3 separate regions of the Drosophila melanogaster genome follow, and regions 1 and 3 are each linked to region 2. A link is a contact called in public HiChIP or PLAC-seq data. All regions are on one chromosome and are shown on one strand. The core of a region is the stretch at or near the end of the contact, and the rest is flanking DNA. Distances in the headings are between cores, read along the strand shown.

Region 1 (2,700 bases), core at 29-2,528, 330 kb after region 2:
GCGATTGCGCTGGACTGGCTTGTGGTAAATGCTTAAATAACTAAAATTCGCTGGCACTTGAGTCCCGCTTGCCTCAATTGGGTTTAAGGATTACAAGATCTCGCTGCCTCTTAAACAAATACATTTTACATTTGCGCTAAGGTCACACACACAAAAAATAATCATAATTATAGTTAGTAATCATATTCTTATGTACGCGTTTTCATGGCTTCAGTGTACCTTTGCATATAAAGTTATATATGTTTATATATATATATATATATATATATATGTTCTTTCGTAATTTACAAAATTTATTTGCATTAAGATCATTTGGTTTTTGTTGTTGCTTGCGTATCAATTTCGATTGATTGGTTTTCAGTTTTCGTTAGGTAATATTTGCATAGGTTATATCGTTATCGTTATTGTTATGGTTATTAGCTTTAACTTTAATCGTATAGTACAACAGTTCATGGCATTACGTCAACTATTAACGCTGCTCTAAGTAGGAAAATCTTTGCCTTGATTTTTGCATCGCATAAAAAATAAGGAGAATAATTAACAGAACAAAAAAAAAAAATAAGGGCAATCGTTTCGTTATTTTCCAAGATCATGGCTGGTTGGCACTGGTACAAAGCAGACAGACCCCGCTGTGTGTAATTGGTATGTGTGTGTGTGTGTTTTGTGTGAGCATTGAGCATTTTGTAAGCAACCATTGTTTTAGTTTTTTGTCGAGGGTATGCGAGAAACAAACATTTGGAATCGTAACTACTAAACCAACGAGCGCTAGGCAAATTGCAATAAACAAATTTCAAAAATTTCACTTAATTATGCTAAACGCTAACAACTCTTCCCACTTTACGTTTGACTCGAATACTACAAAAGAATAATAAGAATGAATAAACAAAAGAGTGTGGAGCCATCAAATGCGAGTGCCCCCTGAAAACTAAGCGGTAGATATTAACTTAAGCCTAATCCAAAAAGTGTCTCTGCATTATCGTGTAACTACTTCTTCGACGACGATGACCCCGAAGATACCGTTACCGCTGGCGTCGCTGCTGTTGATGTTGCTGCTGATGCGGCTGTTGTTGCTGTAGCTGCCGCTGATGTGGTGGCACGTGTTGAGCCTGTCTGTGATCCTGCTCCTGGCTTCGGCTTCTGTTGCTGCTGTCGCTTGTGTGGCGCCAGGCCAGAATTGCTGCCGCCGCGTCGCAACTCGTGCTGCGATCCCTGATTGCGATTGGCCACCTGCGGCTTGTTGCCCAGGGAGCCGCTGCGAATGCGCACTGTGGTGCTGCCGAAGGAGCCTGTGCGCCTGCGGTTTTGCTGCTGATTGTAGCCGCCGTATCCCTGCTGATACTGGTGATGCTGCTGCTGCTGCTGTTGTTGGTGCTGTTGCTGCAGCAACCTGCCCACGTAGTCGCTGCGGTTGGTGATGGTCGTGTTGAGGCGACGACCGCCGGCCGCAATTACAGCTGTGCCATCGCTCTCCGACACACTGCGGTGGCGATTGAGCTGGCGGCCTGGATTCAGGCTGCCCACTCCTTGCAGCATCTCGTTGATCTCCGGCTCCACCACGCGGAAGTCCTCAATGTTCTTGAAGCTCTTCAGGTACTCGGCCAGCTTGGGCTGCACCTCCAACTTCTCACCATTCTTGTAGTATTTCAGGAAGGCCCAGAACTTCTCGAGGCCGTACAGTTGACCTGAAGAAAATGTTTAATATTAGTAATGAATGTTTAATAATGAATGTTGTAAGAAGTTATAATAATTTTTATATTTGCACAACAAATTCTTACCTGTTTCATAATCGGCAATCGTCTCGTCCTGGAAATCCTGATAGATATTCGGTCTGAACTTCTTCTCCAAGCCGTACGAGAAGAACCGGAAGAGGCATTCAAGACCGTAGCGGAAACCATTGCCGGCATCCTCCAGCGCCAACGATCGGAACTCGTTGTACATGCTCTTGTTGAAGTTCTCGCGCAGGAAGAACGACCAGAAGCGGTACAGGGTGTTCATCTCCTGCGACTGACCGTAGCCCAAGCGCCGGCGCTCCTTGAGGCAGCGCGAATGGTACTTGTGGTAGGCCTGTTGGGTGAAGTTGTTCTCCTTGAGAAGAGCATGTGATGGATGCTGGAATACGGGCAGCGACTGTGGCACCGACGATCCGAACGATCCGTACGACGAGGCGGTAGGCGATGTGCCCGCCGAGGAACCCATCGAGGTGGTGCGAGGACGATGCTCCACAGTGTCAAGCAGCCAACCGACGTGGGCCTCCACTGGAGGATTGGCGGTGTGACGGAGTTTCCTCTTTCTTGGCGTTCGGGGATCAATCGAGTGCGAGTTGGGAGCAGCATAGAAGCGGGCACGTCGGGACTTGAGAGTGTTGTTCAGCGTGGAGTTGAGAGTGGTGTCACCCACCAGGGTTTCATCCAGATCTTCCTCAAATGGTGGCGGTGGTGGCACCACCTGCGGCGGCAACACCGATTTGTTTCGACCACCAGCCAGTTTTTCGAAGTCTGCCTGGGAAATCACATTGACAGTCTTGTAATCGGCAACCACATTGGTGGTGGTCCACAGATCCTCTTCGTAGTTAACCAGTCCATCGTTGATGATGTTCTCCAGATCCTGGGTGATTTTCGTACGCGACGTAAAGTCGGCGGTGCGGTCGTAGCCCTCGTGCTTAGGTGCGCGGCCCACTTGGGCCACAATCAGTAGCTTGTT
Region 2 (2,700 bases), core at 162-2,661:
GTTCTTACTTTTCGGGTATTTATGTTTAAAGTTGTGTAAACAAGCCCACTGATTAGAGGCCGCCGATAGTGAAAGCAGCGCACACATAAGCCCGCCACTTTGTCACAGTCAGCCATGAATCAGATACATATATCGGTTCAAGATACAGATACATTATTTACAAGCCCCTCTGTCGTAATTAGAAGTACCCACGAAACCTTCGACGAGTTCTTTATGACAGTAAGATCAGCCAACTGTGCGAGGGCAAACATCATAAAAGCCTGTGAAAAGTACTAGTTTACAGAACCAGTTAGTTGTGTTAATTGTCCAAAAGACGGAAGTTTCTGAGAAACCTTCGAGCCAGTTTCAAAATGCTACTAACAGGGCACTAAGCTGCCGCATTTTACTCTGAGTTCCCGCCAAAAATACTTGGTTCACAGATCGGATTTCTTGAAACGAGAAACCTCCAGGTACACTGAAAAAAAAATATCAACTTCTATTCTATAATAACAAATGAATAAAAAGGATCTGTAATTCAATTTTAAATCATAATTGTGTTTAAATGGAAACTACTTTATAACGATTAAATAATCATATAAAGTTTATTTATCTTTTTAAAGGTACTACTTTTTTTCTTGCTGTGCAGATTTGCATAGCCGGCTGATCACAAGCTCTCAACTGAGCGGCGATCTAATTGTTTACACCTGACTGAGGTGATTTTGCTTAGTTTGCGAGCGGATTTCTGGGTTTAATTCACTGCGATATGCTGCGAGTCCAAGGTAATTTAAATGCGATACTTTAAGGTTGCTGATATTCGTATCTTGCGAGCGATAAGATAAGTGCCAAGTACGTTAGGTTTCTTCAATGTTTTGCAGTTTTATAGTTTCCCGAACTGGCAAAATAATCTATGCCACCCCCCACCAACCCCCCACCCATTTTAATTGCTGGCCACTAAAAACAAAACGTGAAAAGCCAAGAGAGAGAGAGAGAGAGAGAAAGTCGCAGTGAGAGAGGCAAAGAGCGCTCTTTCTTCATTTCCCCCTGTTTTATAATTAAACATGTGAGGTTAGGATAGTAGCGAAAAGTAGCTATAAAATAGAGCAAAGGTCTGTGATGCGAACACCGATGGAATATCAATTATACGCACCTTCGAACCGATCTGATTGCCGCACTGGCCCGCCTGCAGATGCACAATTTCCCTCATTTCGCAAATGAACTAGTAACTTTTGGCAGCCAAACTTAACTCAATTGAACACACTGACGCACACACGCACTATCAGCAATTATCAGCCACTATATCAATCTGAATCTGAATCCGAATCTGAGTCACAATCGGTCACGCATTCGGTTGAATCCGGTGAAGAGTCGGAGGAGAGCTTTTCGTGAGCAGAACGATCGACACGCGTTCGCTTTGAGAATCCAACGTGAACTGAATGAATGGCGAGAAACCGAACGCGACCCGCTGGGGAATTTGTGCTCTACGGTTAAAGGGGGCCGCATTAGTTTTCCACTCGGAAAAATATTTATAAAAAAATGCCTTTACAAATTGGCATGATAAGAAATGATAAAATTATGGTTTGCAATCTTAGATTAATATATTGTAGATAGTTTTGGTGATGTATTGAATTTAGTATAACAATTTTTCATATCAAACAGATGATCAGAGATCAGAGTTCTAAAAATACAAAAGTTTTTACAAAGAAACTTTTGTTACTCTTAAAAATTATAAATATTATAGTTGTAATAACGTGCTGCTGTTATCTTGGGCACAGCTGTATATACATTTTTAGAGTCCCTATAAAACAGGTTTATTTTATTAAACAGGTTATTATTTTTTTTTTACAGGTGGAACATTTCATTAATACATGACCCAAATTACATCAATACTTTAGATAAAGATTATTAATTAGAACGTTGGTTATGTTTAAAACAATGCCTCTTAAATGATGAACAATAAAAACAAATTTCATTCGAAAACCTATGAATACCCGAACCATTTATTCATGCTAAGTTCCTCTTCATTAGTGAGTATATTTATTTGAATCACTATCCAAAATTGCGGCAATATCTTCCCTGATTTCTCGAAGTGCAGAGAGCGCGAAGAGCAGAGGTCGTAAATACATTAGTTTAAGTGAAACTGTGGGACAAAACAAGATATTTTCCATAGCAGCGTGTTTGTCTTCCCGCTTTTCCCGACTTTTCCCCTTTATCGTATGATTTTTACCGGCTAGGCGCCAACAATGCAATTCTTTCTCTCCCATCTTACGCTTCGCTGAGCTGGTGAGAATTCTTAGGGAAAAGATAGAGAGAGGGGAGAGAAAGAAGAGAGTCGAAGAATGAGGTAACAGCACGTGAGTCTAAGGTGCAAAGAGCGCCACATTCTACATTCTACAACTGCATTCTTCAATCAGATTTGTAGAATTGTACATGGACGTACAAGATTGAAATGTAGCCAAATGTAAAAATGTAATTGAAATATATAAAGTTAGTTGTTTGAGTATTGAACATATATTTTATTATATGCTATTTAATCAGTATATTTTTGTTTTCCAATTACAACCTTGTAAATCATAGAATCGTAGCTTGAACAAACCAAACTTATCTACATGAATAATTGGAAGCGGTTTAGTTAGTCATTTTAGACATCTAGGTTATCAGCTTCATGAGATTGACAATAAAAAACGCTGCTGAAATGGAATAACATGAAGTCTGTCGAGTCAC
Region 3 (2,700 bases), core at 139-2,638, 280 kb after region 2:
CCCTATAAAATCAGCAACGTTGTTAAAAAAATTTTAATAAAATTGTATTTTAACACCTACGTTCGTTGATAAGCGTGCCAGTACACGTAATATTCGAACTTAGTTCTGGTCGAATTTTGACCAGCCATGGAGCGGGACTAAATACAGAACTTTTCCCGCAATTCTGCTCTAAAAATAATGCTGATCCCTGGTAAAACAGCAGCAGAGCAAATACCGCCAACCGGAGTGTCGCACTCATTGTCTTAAACTAAAATATACTTCCAAATAATAGCGATTAAAAGCAATCTTCAATTGAGCTGGCGCTACCCATTTCGCTTTTATGTTTGTTCTTATGAGCGATCAGAACGTTTAATTAACTGAAAGATTAAATCTACAACAAATAATTTATGCATAAATATGAGACAGTACTTAAAGAGAATTTCTTATTTCATATTTCCGTTTCATAGCGAGCTTAGGTTGAATAGGAACCAATTAAAAATGCTCAGTACTGTTCCATTAAATATTTAATATTCTTTTTTCTTGACTGGAGTACTTATATCAATCTCTAACGAGATTTGAGCTATCCAGTTAATATGAGACATAACATTTATATAAACCTCATCATAGGTTTTGTTATCACGATAGCTCAGGATTCCATATCGTACAAGTCCCTTGAAAGGACCGTTTGAGATTGTTTCAGTCCAAGGACTTCCAGTGGGTTTGGACTGCCATTTTTCTTCATTTTCTCCGAAAACATATTTACAGAATAAACCTTTTATGTTTTTACAAAAGTACCACATTTTGGGCTTTTCATTGATAATTTCAAAAGTGGTCGCCAATCCAAGGCTTTTAGGACTTTTTGTGATACACATCGGTCGAATGTGGGTCTTAAATTCCACTTCCGTTTGCAACCGAAAGATACACAAATTATTCGTATTGTTGGCCGGGAAATGTGTCATCCAAAAGTAAGCCTTTGTTACTCGGAAATTTTCGTAGCTTTTATCAAAATAGCCACTGCCCAAGCGAACAGTTCTATTTAAAAAAGGCAGATAATATTTTTTCTGGTGTTTTTTTAACTTAACAGGACTTACAGTTTTTCATTCTCTTTAAAACAACTCGCAGCTGTTAGAACATAAACTGAGAAACAATATATTGATTATTTTGTGTCTGATGAAGCATATCGCGTGTTATACTAACGATTATTTATGAGTGCTCCAGCGCAAATTACTTTAGAATCCGATAGAATTTCAGCCAGCCAGGGAGCATAGCTTGATCCATTAATCCGCTCCATGTGGTCTACGCAATCCTCCTCCAGAGTCTGGGCAGATCCCTGGTAAAACATCAAAACGATACACAGTACTATCCATCTTGCTGTGTTCATCGTTCCATGCGGCAATTCAACTGCCTGCCAACTGATTTTGAAATCGCAAGCTGAGTACTATTTTTATATGGTGTTTAAAACGACGCTTATCACGAATCTTAGCAGGAGCTTAGTCATTTTGTGTGTTTGTGGTAATTAAATTTGTATACATATTTTTGATTCGCTGAAGTCTTATCAGCTTACACTTTTCACATGCACTCCCTATCGTATATACTCGGTGGAGAATTCTCTTCGTGTGTCTCATACAAGAATCAAAATTGAACGCTGAAGGCAGCGCGTCCGCTATGAATTATGACTTTAATTTCAATTTCAGTCAGGGTCCAGCATATGTGTCGTCCCTTCGATATCCTGCCCATTCTCCCCTACCGCTCCCCTTTCCCAGTTTCCCTGGCAAACCACCTGCCAGTAAGCATTGGCCATAATTCTAAAGTCAGTGACGGATCATAAATTCGAAACTTTTCTGCGAAACGGCAGTGGCAGAAACAACCAAAAGCAACAACAATGGTTTAAGATGGGCGACCTAAGATGAATCCATGGAAACCATCGACGGTCAATGACGAAAGCATCAAACTCAAAACCCGATTGCCATCATATTGAAAATATTGAGTTCAACACTCGAGAAGGTCGGCAACTTAGGCAAACTTCGACTGCCAAATGCTCTGTTTGAACTGATTTAATTGGAAAACCGCAGATGACAAATCTGAATGATAAATACCATTTATTATTTTAATATTATACTGATGCTTACATATTAATTAAAGAAAAAAGAGCTTTTTCGTGTGGCATTAGAATAGAAAAGAATACAAAGGTATATATAAGATTGTCATTATAATCACTTTATGACATATGACAAGCCACTCAAAAAGCAAAATGCTTGATGCAAGATTTTAAGAGTCGACATCTTATTTTAAAAGCTAGTTTCTAGGACACAGTACTTTCAGTTAAATAGAGTATGGAAAAAGAGCGTTTGTCAGCAAAAGAATAACAACGACAAGCAAAGCAACTGCAAATTACACTTGAATGGAACAATGGGAAAATGGGAAATGTGGAGGCGGCGACGGTAAGAGGAAAAGGTAAACGACAAGAATACGATTGGAAAACGATTTTCATTTCTGCAGCTAATATGAGCGACAAATCTAAGTGAAGTGGGTCGAAGGGGGCGTGGCTACATCGAACTCACAGTCACACACACTCGCACACCCACACACACCACACATGCAAGCATCATGCAAAGGGACAATTTCGAAATCAATATTTATGACTGCCCCAGCAGATTTATTGCAACTGGCGATGAGGGTACCAAATTCGCCTCGTTCTAGTTGAATTCTTTTCTCTATTTT

What was found. HiChIP or PLAC-seq counts read pairs in DNA pulled down with a chosen protein or histone mark.
Region 1: a contact with region 2 is called in an H3K27ac HiChIP or PLAC-seq map of the Kc167 cell line, with 6 times the contacts expected there. The contact joins the enhancer-like site here to the promoter of betaTub97EF in region 2. A contact is called at or near these places in 1 of 1 datasets of contacts at CTCF or cohesin (the Kc167 cell line), 5 of 107 Hi-C or Micro-C datasets (the Clone 8 cell line, the Kc167 cell line, embryo and 2 more) and 2 of 6 datasets of contacts at active chromatin or transcription factors (both in the Kc167 cell line).
Region 3: an H3K27ac HiChIP or PLAC-seq map of the Kc167 cell line shows a contact between it and region 2, with 6 times the contacts expected there. The contact joins the promoter of CG43124 here to the promoter of betaTub97EF in region 2. A contact is called at or near these places in 5 of 107 Hi-C or Micro-C datasets (the Clone 8 cell line, the Kc167 cell line, the S2 cell line and 2 more) and 1 of 6 datasets of contacts at active chromatin or transcription factors (the Kc167 cell line).

The regions. Positions count from the first base shown.
Region 1 is chr3R:28,319,598-28,322,297 of dm6, forward strand. larp (La related protein) reads right to left here. Exons shown (of 7, transcript NM_170365.4): 6 at 1,776-2,700; 7 at 1-1,682. The coding sequence ends at 985. Among named protein-coding and RNA genes, the nearest start is that of larp, 15 kb to the right of the region's middle. Within about 2 kb of position 1,279, at least 8 of the 39 cell types and tissues checked have an H3K27ac peak or open chromatin away from gene starts, as enhancers often do. A contact at or near this core is called in the Kc167 cell line, where this site is marked.
Region 2 is chr3R:27,986,973-27,989,672 of dm6, forward strand. betaTub97EF (beta-Tubulin at 97EF) reads right to left here and starts at 1,412. Exons shown (of 7, transcript NM_143349.2): 1 at 1,127-1,412. The coding sequence starts at 1,183.
Region 3 is chr3R:28,263,385-28,266,084 of dm6, forward strand. CG43124 reads right to left here and starts at 1,389. Exons shown (of 3, transcript NM_001260416.2): 1 at 1,177-1,389; 2 at 1,071-1,116; 3 at 487-1,011. The coding sequence starts at 1,360. The coding sequence ends at 504. CG43125 reads right to left here and starts at 238. Exons shown (of 3, transcript NM_001260415.1): 1 at 61-238; 2 at 1-2. The coding sequence starts at 238.